Regions from separate parts of the Muntiacus reevesi genome. Here region 2 is linked to region 1. The links are chromatin contacts, called in public Hi-C maps. All regions are on one chromosome and are shown on one strand. The core of a region is the stretch at or near the end of the contact, and the rest is flanking DNA. Distances in the headings are between cores, read along the strand shown.

Evidence for each region. A called contact is a pair of places that touch in the nucleus more often than the background predicts.
Region 2: a Hi-C map of muscle shows a contact between it and region 1, with 5 times the contacts expected there. The contact joins the promoter of ADHFE1 here to the promoter of MYBL1 in region 1. A contact is called at or near these places in 2 of 3 Hi-C or Micro-C datasets (blood and muscle).

The regions. Positions count from the first base shown.
Region 1 is chr12:48,048,165-48,053,242 of mMunRee1.1, reverse strand. It overlaps MYBL1 (MYB proto-oncogene like 1), which reads right to left and starts at 1,995. Exons shown (of 16, transcript XM_065903138.1): 1 at 1,553-1,995. The coding sequence starts at 1,572.
Region 2 is chr12:48,206,180-48,211,257 of mMunRee1.1, reverse strand. ADHFE1 (alcohol dehydrogenase iron containing 1) reads left to right here and starts at 3,025. Exons shown (of 13, transcript XM_065902888.1): 1 at 3,025-3,102. The coding sequence starts at 3,047. It overlaps RRS1 (ribosome biogenesis regulator 1 homolog), which reads left to right. Exons shown (of 1, transcript XM_065902863.1): 1 at 1-1,428. The coding sequence ends at 923.

The DNA.
Region 1 (5,078 bases), core at 746-3,245:
GTTTAAAAATTCAAAAGAAAAGGCCTAAATTAATACCTCAGTAATTATAGTTACAGGAGCTTTTAATATCTATCTTTTCTGAAGATGGACAAGTCAGGTCCTTGATGTTCTAGAGCAGTAATTCTCACCTGGGTGATTCTACCCCCCAACAGACATTTGGTGGTAATATATGAAGACATTTTTCTGATTGTCACACCTGGGGAAGTGAGGTGTTACTGGCATCCATGGGACAGAGGCCAGGGATGCTGCTATACATTCTACAAAGCACAGGACAGCAATCCCCACTGCCCCCACCACTGCCTTCCCAATACAAAGAATTATCTGATCCCAAATATTAACAGCACCTAGGTTGAAAATCCTCTTCAAGTGTGTGTGTGTGTATTTGTTCCACTTCAAAAGTTTGATCTATTCTGTAGTTGGTACAAAATACTAATCTAACAGGGACTTAATTACATTCTATGCTGATTTCTGCAAAAATACCTTACATATAGTAGATGCTTAATAAATGAATAGCGCAACAAATACTATGGTGTGACTGATTGTTGACAATTTTTAACAGACATCTGAAATGAATGAAGTTACTACTAAATTTCAACTTGGGAAATACACCTCTAATTGAGACTTTGAAGTTGTGGATCCAGATAAATAAAACCATTTGGAAACTCTGTCAAACAACTTTTCATATTTATTGAATAACACTGACAACTAAAAGACACCCTGGTGTTTTTTGTCATATGAGTGATTCCTACACACTCAGTTTAGGAGTAGCTACTAGAGTGACCTTTAAATAAAACCGAAATGCATAAATACACCCTAGCAAGTTTTCCAAAAACCACCACCACCAAAGAAATGCCCTACCTCTATGCAGCCCTCAGGTACAGTCAGAGTTCAAGGCACACACAAAATATTAAGCGAATCAAACATTGTTTTACTTTAAGATCAAGCTACTGGTGTTAACAGTGTGACATCTTCCCAGTAGAAGGAAACTGTGACCATGGGTATGGTAATCACAGTAAACATCAAAAAAAGTACTCTCTCCTCAGCTATTCCTCAGAGGACTTCCACATCTTTCAGGGTAGCAGAGGGGTCCCCAACCCACGTGTATCACAGAGCCCCTGTTTGTAACTGGCTCAGGAATTCAGAGAGAGAGGTCCTAGAAACAGCATTTTCAGGCCCGGGCAGGACACCACCACCTTCCGGTGCGGAGCGTATTCCCTGAAAGCGCACCGACTTACCTGCCAACAAATCCCAAGAAGCGGCTGTGGGACAGTGGGAGGCTGGACGTGCGCTGTGGGGAGAATCGACTCCAAGGAGTCGCCAGGGCATCTATTACTCACTTTTAGAGTCCGAAATGCCCTGGTCCCCAACTCTCCACACGTCACGGCTGCGCTCTGGCCAGTGGGCCGAGGCGGCTGTAGGGCAGCGGGAAGGAAAACTTCTGCCCCGGCCTTGGAGGGCCCGGGTAGGCGCGGGGGGAAAACTCAGCGGGAATGGAAAGGGAATCTGGGCCGAGGCTGTGCCCAAAGGCCTGGGCGAAAGGGATGTCACCCACCTGCGCGACCTCTTCGCCATCCTTCAAATACCGCATAGGCGCGGGCTGGGCGGGGACGCGGGTCAGCCTCCTCCAGCCTCGGGCGAATGCTCCTTCTCCCCGACCCTCCCCCGCCGCTTCCCTCGCTCCCGCTCCGAGGCCGACCGAGTGCGGAACGCAGGTCCCCGGCAGGGCAGGACGGAGGGAGGCAGGGGCGGACCGCGACCCGCCCCCGGCCCGCAGCACCGCTCCTTAGCCCCGGCCCGGCCCGGTCAGGGGTGCCCCCAACATGTCAGCAGGCGCGCTCCCTCTCTCTCCTGGCCCCTTCTGCCGTCTCTTAGCCTCCTCGCCTCGGTCCCTGCGCGGCTCTGCCGCGGGCGCCGACCCCCGCCCTCTCCCCGCAGCGGGCAGCTCTGCAGGGCTCTTAGCCTCCTGCAGGGTTTTGTCCGCACCGCCGAATCTCGCGCCCAGCCTCCCTCAAGAGCCGCCGTTTGAATCTGCGCACGCTGCCCCAAACCTCATTGGCTGTGGCGGCCGCACGCGGGGGAACGAGGGCGGGGTGGGGAGAGCGCGCGCGACTGAGGGCGGGGCTGGGGAGCTGGAAGCCGGGACTGGAACTCGCGGGAGTCCGGGAAGGAGCTGGGAGCCAGGGGGTGTGGCCACAGGCCCGGCTCACAGGTCTTGCTGTGACAGGACCCGGAGCGCCCCGAGCGCCACACCCGAGGGGGCGGGGCGCCAAGGGCCGCGCGGGGCCTGCTGGGAAAGTGAGTTCCAGACTCTCCGAGAGGCGTGTCCGGAAGCGGCGGCTAGAGTCCAAGCTTCTCCCGGAGCACGGAGGGAGGGTGTCTCTGGGGCTTGAGCTGTCCCGTCCACCGCAGCCTTCTCTCGGCCACAGCGCATCAGTTCTCGGGGGCATCCCTCCTCACTAGTTGGGAGGCTCAGTCTTTGGATTTGAGACAAACCTAACCATAAAATTTGCGCGGCCGTTACTGTTTAAGCAAAAATGCGAGCTTTTTTTTTTTTTTCCCCAGACATCATAACTACTGATCTAGCGACGACTCTGTAGCGGGAAGGAGCAGGAGTGTGACAGGTGAAAAAGTTTTTAGTTAGACACATGGAACGGGAAAGGGAGATAATCCGGGTCTACAGCTGGCCTTCAAAGTATTTAATCTCCTATCCGACTCTTCGGGAAATAACTGCTGCGCTCGGTGAAGGAGCCCTGGTCCAGAAGGAGAATGCAGAAAGGCAGAAGCAGACTGGGAATTTCGCCCAGATAAATGAGTAGTCAACGGTAGAAGGTGACCTTCTCTCGCAAGAAAGACGGGAGGAAGGGGGGAACCGCACTCCAGGACCTTCTGGCAGTTACTACTCTAGAGGTTTCAAGACTAATACCTACGAAATGCTCAGTTCAAGCAGCATGGAAATAGATTAACTACAGTAACGATTAGAAATGGTAAAGGATGCAAATTTGCAAGGTAACATGCTCTACTGCATAGAGCACGAAACCACGTTAATATTGTAACAGACTTATATTTTGCTATTTTGAAATTTTACGCATCAGTTTTTGCAAATCAGAGATGCAGGTGCAAATGTGTACTAAGAAGAGCTTGCATGCACTACTTTCAAAACTTAAAACACCTGCCTTTTTATAGTTCCTTTTTCTCAAGGTATGGATTCTGGTAAGGTAAAACAGCCTTTCTTTCAAATCATTCCTTACTATGTCGCTAGTTCACTTAAAAAAGAAAACCTAATTTAGAAAGTAATGTCTTTTGAAAACAATGTTTTCTTTACTCCTGGGCCATGCATTGCTCCGCTTATTTACATCCTAACAAGAGGCAGAGATTCTGCTATATTTTAGGCTGTAGTCGGTTTTATACAGAATACTATTTTAGAGCTTGAAGAGAGTTATTTTAGATTTTGACAGCGAAGCGAATTCTTTTCATTTTAGAGATAGAGAAAATGATTCCTCAGAAAGATAACATTGCAGATTCATTTAAATTACTTACAAAAAAACAAAATGTGAAAAAAAAAATGTGGGCAAGTGGTTCATAGTTATTTGAGTACACATACTCAAAGATACCATAACCTGTGACTTGGTTTTTTTTTTTTAAATCAAAACATATCTTTAATAAATAAATTTTATTTCTCAAAACTCAGTAATGAGAAAAGCAATAAAAAATGGGCAAAAGATTAGGGCAGACACTTCACCAAAAAAGATATACAAATGGCAAATAAGTAGCATGTAGGTGCTCCACATCATTAATCATTAGAGAAATGCAAAGTAAAAGCACTGGAGGTACCACTGAACAGCTTTTAGAATGGGAGGGGGAATACTGTACTAGTGTTGGTGGAAATGAAGAGGCCAAGCAAATATAACTTTCATACATTGCTGATAGGAAGGCAAATGAAACAGCCACTTTGGAAAACAGATGTTTACAGTGGCCTTATTTGTAATCACCAAAAGCTGAAAACACAAGGAACATTGTCACACATGTACTCCTCAGCACTCCAGGGGTTTATTTTGAATAGTCTGTAAATGCTTCCCAAGTCTTTCCACAGAAATAGAGGGGGAAATACCAAACAGGGGCAAAGGCTGGGGACGAGTGCTGGAAATTTCCTTGAAAACTGTCTTAGTTTTAAAAACTCATTTGTAACTATAAAAATGAGTTTTAATTATGTACTGATTTACTTTCTCACTCCAAATCTTTAAATAAATCACCTCATTATTACTAACAGTAAATAAATAAGCAGAAGGTACACCATGCTTATCTTTCAGATGACTGTACCAGCTTCTTATCCTAGAAAGGCCAAGTACTCCAAAGATTTGCCAGTGTTAGTGTGAAAAGCTTACGCTGGTTTAATATAGTACCTAATACAGTGTAGTTTCAATAGAGCTGTATAAACCACTTCCATGATTAGATTTTGTCTATCTATTATTAGATTGTCCAGCCCCTAGAATAGTGATGCACTCAGATGCACAATATAACTGCAAAATGAATGGAAAAATAAAAGTAAGTACATAAGTAAATATGCTTAGTTCAGTTCAGTTCAGTCACTCAGTCGTGTCCGACTCTTTGCGACCCCATGATCCGCAGCACGCCAGGCCTCCCTGTCCATCACTAACTCCCAGTCCACCAAAACCCATGTCCATTGTGTCGGTGATGCCATCCAACCATCTCATCCTCTGTCATCCCCTTCTCCTCCTGCCCTCAATCCTTCCCAGCATCAGGGTCTTTTCATATGAGTCAGCCATATGGCCATCAGGTAGCCAAAGTATTAGAGTTTCAGCTTCAACATCAGTCCTTCCAGTGAACACCCAGGACTGATCTCCTTTAGGATGGACTGGTTGGATCTGCTTACAGGGATGCAAAAAGTACAAATTAAACCAGATTTGAAATACCATTTTATGACTACTAAGGTAGCAAAATTTTTCTAAATCCTGCCAACAAAGTCTGAATAAATCTTTGATGTTAGTATTGAAACTGGTGTAACCCTTTTGGAAAGCAATACAGAGCAAAAGCCATAAATGTGTGCACAGCCTGTGACA
Region 2 (5,078 bases), core at 1,776-4,275, 160 kb before region 1:
CCGAGCTGAAGGCCCTGGCGCGGGACAACACGCAGCTGCTCATCAACCAGCTGTGGCAGCTGCCTACCGAGCGCGTGGAGGAGGCACTGGTGGCACGGCTGCCGGAACCCAGCACTCGTCTGCCGCGCGAGAAGCCGGTGCCCCGGCCGCGGCCGCTTACTCGCTGGCAGCAGTTTGCGCGCCTCAAGGGTATCCGTCCCAAGAAGAAGACCAATCTGGTGTGGGACGAGGTGAGCGGCCAGTGGCGCCGCCGCTGGGGCTACCAGCGCGCCCGCGACGACACCAAGGAGTGGCTGATCGAGGTGCCGGGCAATGCCGACCCCATGGAGGACCAGTTCGCCAAGCGGATTCAGGCTAAGAAGGAACGGGTGGCCAAGAACGAGCTGAACCGGCTGCGTAACCTGGCCCGCGCGCACAAAATGCAGCTGCCCAGCGCGGCCGGCATGCACCCTACCGGACACCAGAGTAAGGAGGAGCTGGGCCGCGCCATGCAGGTGGCCAAGGTCTCCACTGCCTCTGTGGGGCGCTTCCAGGAGCGCCTGCCCAAGGAGAAGGCGCCCAGGGGCTCCGGCAAGAAGAGGAAGTTTCAGCCTCTTTTCGGGGACTTTGCGGCCGAGAGAAAGAGCCAGTTGGAGATGCTTCGAGTGATGAACAGCAAAAAGCCTCAGTTGGACATTACGAGGGCCACCAATAAGCAGATGAGAGAGGAGGACCAGGAGGAGGCGGCTAAGCGGAGGAAAATGAGTCAGAAGGGCAAGAGAAAGGGGGGCCGACAGGGTCCTGGGGGGAAGAGGAAAGGGAGCACGCCCAGCCAAGGAGGGAAGAGGAAAGGGGGTTTGGGAGGCAAGATGAGTTCCGGGCCTCCCGGCATGAGTGGCAAGAGAAAAGGGGGGCAACACCAAGGAGGAAAGAGGAGGAAGTAAATTTCATGCTTGGACCTTCTCCTAAATCAAGAACTGTACTTAATGCTAAGTTCTAGATACAGTACCCAGATGCACAAAATTTGGCCACTGCCTTCATTGAGCTTGAAGTTAAAGGGCCAGGTCTGCCCTCCTCTGAAGATGATATGTAAATGTTGGACTGGACAAATTAATGTATTTCTCACAACTAAAACTGGCTGGAGATTAGAGGTTGTATTTAAGGATATCTGATTTAGGGAAAGAATCTGTGAAAACTAGGAATGAGTTTTACTTTTAAGCAGACTTTTTTTTCTTTTTAAACCTTGGATGGGGTTTAAGGGAGAGACTTAATAGCTGGTTTCTGCATTATTTTGATGACAAGTTTGTGTATTTATCAAAGCAGGTGGGAACAAAAAGGTTACATTTTCAAGACTTGTAAAGGTTTTATATTAAAAATGTGTCTGTGTCTAATGTTGCTTCTAACTTTTTGGCTATTGGTACAAATCTTAAGTAAAGCCAATAACCTGGATACCTGGTACAGATTATTTTCATTTACTTTCTAGAAAATGTAGCAGCTAAATTATGATTTCAGCAAGGCCACTTTATTAGAAAAACTCATCCTGCTTTTGGTGTCAGATATAATACTGAAAGTATATCTCTTTCACGAACAAAATTTGATGCTTTTCAACACTGAAAACATTAATTTGCTGTAAATGATAAATATGGGCTTCACTAAATAATGGTAATAATCCTCAATCATAATTTTTTTTTAATGTTTATTTATTTGGCTGTGCTGTGTCTTAGTTGCAGGATGTGGGATCTAGTTCCCAGACTGGGGATCGAACCCAGGCCCCCTGTATTGGGAGTGTGGAATCCTGATCACTGGACCACCAGGGAAGTCCTAATCCTAATTTTATACTTAAATCTTTATCAGTATTTATATCGCAGATTTTTTTTTAAAGCTTCAGGTGGGATCTGTTTGGGGAAAAGAGAAAGAAACCTACAAAATCCTTACTTGCAATATTACTACTATCTTTTGACTGGTTTGTCAAATTGACCTGAGCTGATCTAATTAGGAGGTGAAACATTCACAGTTATCCTGGGTGTCCTTCCCTAACAGATTTAAGTAACTCATCTTTGTAAAACTAAATACCTCCTGAAAAGGATTCACAGTATACAGATCTAGAATGGGGGGCTTTTCTGCTATTATAGCTCTGGTGAGCCACCCTACTCTTGCTTTTTGGTCTGACACCTGATAGGAAACTGAGAGTTTGTCTCATCTTTCCATTGTTGTCCAGTTTTTATAAGTTACTTCTAGAAATTGCTATGAAGACGAGATTAATTCCGATTTCATAATAGGTTACTAAAAACACAGATTTTCAACTTACTGTCTCATACCTTCTGACAAAGTTGAACTGTGCCATCACTGATCATCGTTTCCACTGGGGCCTGGAGCACTTGGTGCTGTAAGCTCTCCCTTCTCATGTAACCATGGCAAGTTTTAACCATTGATTACAAAAAGAAAACATAATGGTATCCTGAACAGCTTCTTCCAAAGCCAAACCGTTAATAGAGCATTTAACACTTTTTAAATTCTTCTCAACTGTCTGGGATTTTTTGTTCTTTAGAGTTTTGTTTGGGAATTTTTCTGGCTTTTGTGACTTGATCTAGCAGTTGCAAACAAAACTAGTCTTGTTAAAAAAAAAAAAACACGGATTTTTTGCAAGGTTCTTATTTACCGTTAAAACAAATTTAAATGCAGTTGTGTTAGTTTATTCTGAAAATACACTTAAGAAGGCAAAATAGCAATTTAAAGGATTTGGGACGGGGTGGGGGGTGCTGCCCTTGTTTCTCCGTCCCCCATGTCCTTGCCTTGTGAAATAGAGCGTTTTATCTAGAGACATCAGAGCAGGCAAAAACCCTCCGGAGCAGTTACCTGTATGGCAATTTCAAAGGTGGACGATGAGACTTTGCAGCTGGAGCAGCCGTAGCTTCAACTAGTGGGAAAATGTTCCCAAGCGCTGTGGCTGGGGCGGGGGACCGCGCGGAGCCGGTGAGCTGCGCGGCGGGGTGGGCGGAGGAGAAGCGGAGCCCGGGATTGGCCGGCGGCGGAGGGGGCGTCGCCGGGAGGAGGACTCGGCTCAGCCATGGCCGCCGCTCGTGCCCGGGTAGTGCACTTGCTGAGGCTTCTGCAACGCGCAGCGTGAGTGCGGGCCGGCCGGACGGGCGGGCAGCCAGGGGACCCGAGGGTGCGGCCGAGCCCACGCAGCCCCTGGGGAGCGACCCACCCGGGCCCGCGTGTTTTTCCTCCGATCACTTTCCGGGACGCGGTACCGCAGAGCGCGGCGGCCTGGACTCTGCTGTCAGTGTGCTAAGTAGCCAAGCAGCCAAACGCAGCCGCTTATACTTCGCCTGATCTACCGTTAAGGGAGCTAAGGTCGAGAGGAGAGCTCCAGGTCCCAGTCGAGGCAGACAGCGGACAGCTTGGCACAGTGCCCAAGACGAATGCCTGTATCCAATCAGCACATGTATACTGTGTGTATGTGTGGTAATGCACCAGAAACTATTCTAGGTGCTGGGGGTACAAGGACGAAAGGCTTTGGATCAGTTTAAAGTTAGCAGAGAACTGCCTGAGGGGAATAGCAGTGAAGTTAGGCGTTGGTTCAGTGGTAGCATTCTTGCCTGCCACGTGGGAGGTCTGGGTTCTGATTCCTGGCCAATGCAGTGTCCTTATTTTGGGGCTTCCCAGGTGGCACAGTGGTAAAGAAACCTCTGCCAATGCTGACACCAGAGAGGCAGGTTTGATCCCTGGGTGGGGAAGATCCCCTGGAGAAGGAAATGGCAACCTGCTGCAGTATTTTTGCTTGGAAAATCCCAGGGACCAGTCCATGGAGTCACGGTGACATGACTTAGCCACTGAGCACGTGCACAGGGGTGAAACGGGCCTGTGCAGGACGCAGAGGACAGGGGTGCAGGAAAGAGGGAGGGATGTGAAGACCGAGGTGAACCGCAAACGGACTCAGCCACACATATACACGTATACATTCTCCCCCAAGCTCCCCTTCCATCCAGGTTGCCACATAGCATTGAGCAGAGTTCTATGTACTTGCTATACATTAGGTCCTTGTTGGTTATCCTTTTTAAATACAGTAGCGTGTACATGTCAATCCCAAACTGGGTTGCGGGGGAGGGGGAGGGGGTGGCTGGGGATCGGGGGGTTGATGATGCAGGAGAGCAAAGGAAGAACTGTTGGTAGTGATGTTTTGAGAAGCTGAGCAGAGCTGAGATTTAGTGTGCAGGGGAGAGGCTGACCTTTGCTAAGATGTGGCCAGTTTATCAGTGATACCAGGAAGGAAATCAAGATAATTGTGCCAATCCCAGAAGGTGTGTAGACGAGAGCCTGGCTATAACTTTGCAGAGTTCAGGAGGTCAAGGAAATGGAGTCAGCAGGATGTGGATGAGTAAAAGAGAAACCAGAGGATGAGCAAGCCAGAGGGGAGAGGAGGGTGAGAGTTTTAAGCATGAAACTCTTAACTATGATGACAAGGATCAAATAAGGGGAAGGCTGGGACATAGGGGACAGGTGGAGGTCCAAAGAAGGCAAGAGGAGGTGGGATTCAGACCACAACTGAGGAATAGAAATGATGAATTGAGGTAGCCTGAGAGCTTGGACGCAGAGAGTCGGACACGACTGAGCGACTGAACTGACTGACTTACTGAGAGCTTGCAAGTTATATAACAAAAAGAGAAGCGGAGTGTCCTCCCACAGTGTCGTTTTCCTTCCCTTTGAGTCCCTCTTCTTGTCCTGGAGGGGCATAAAGCAGAGAAGGACCTAGAAGGTAATGCCAAGTGAAGGACAACGCTGGGACCGTGCATTATTCGGTTTTCCCCGCGGGAGCCTGCAGATGGCTCAGGCCCTCTGGGACGCTCCAGGGGAAACTCTTACACGTGGCGCTTTCCACCGCGCCCACCAGATGGCAACCTCGACTCACGCTGGCGACTCACACCCGCCCACGCCCGAGTTCACTTAATTCAGTTTCGGAGATCTTGACCATCATTGAGTTTCACGCTTTTCCTTCCTTCCCCTTTCCCTTCTCCCCTCTCCCCTCTCAGGTGTTTTCAGTCCAAGTTTGCAGGCGGGGGTCGGGGGTGGGGATGGGGGCTGGGGGGTATGCACGC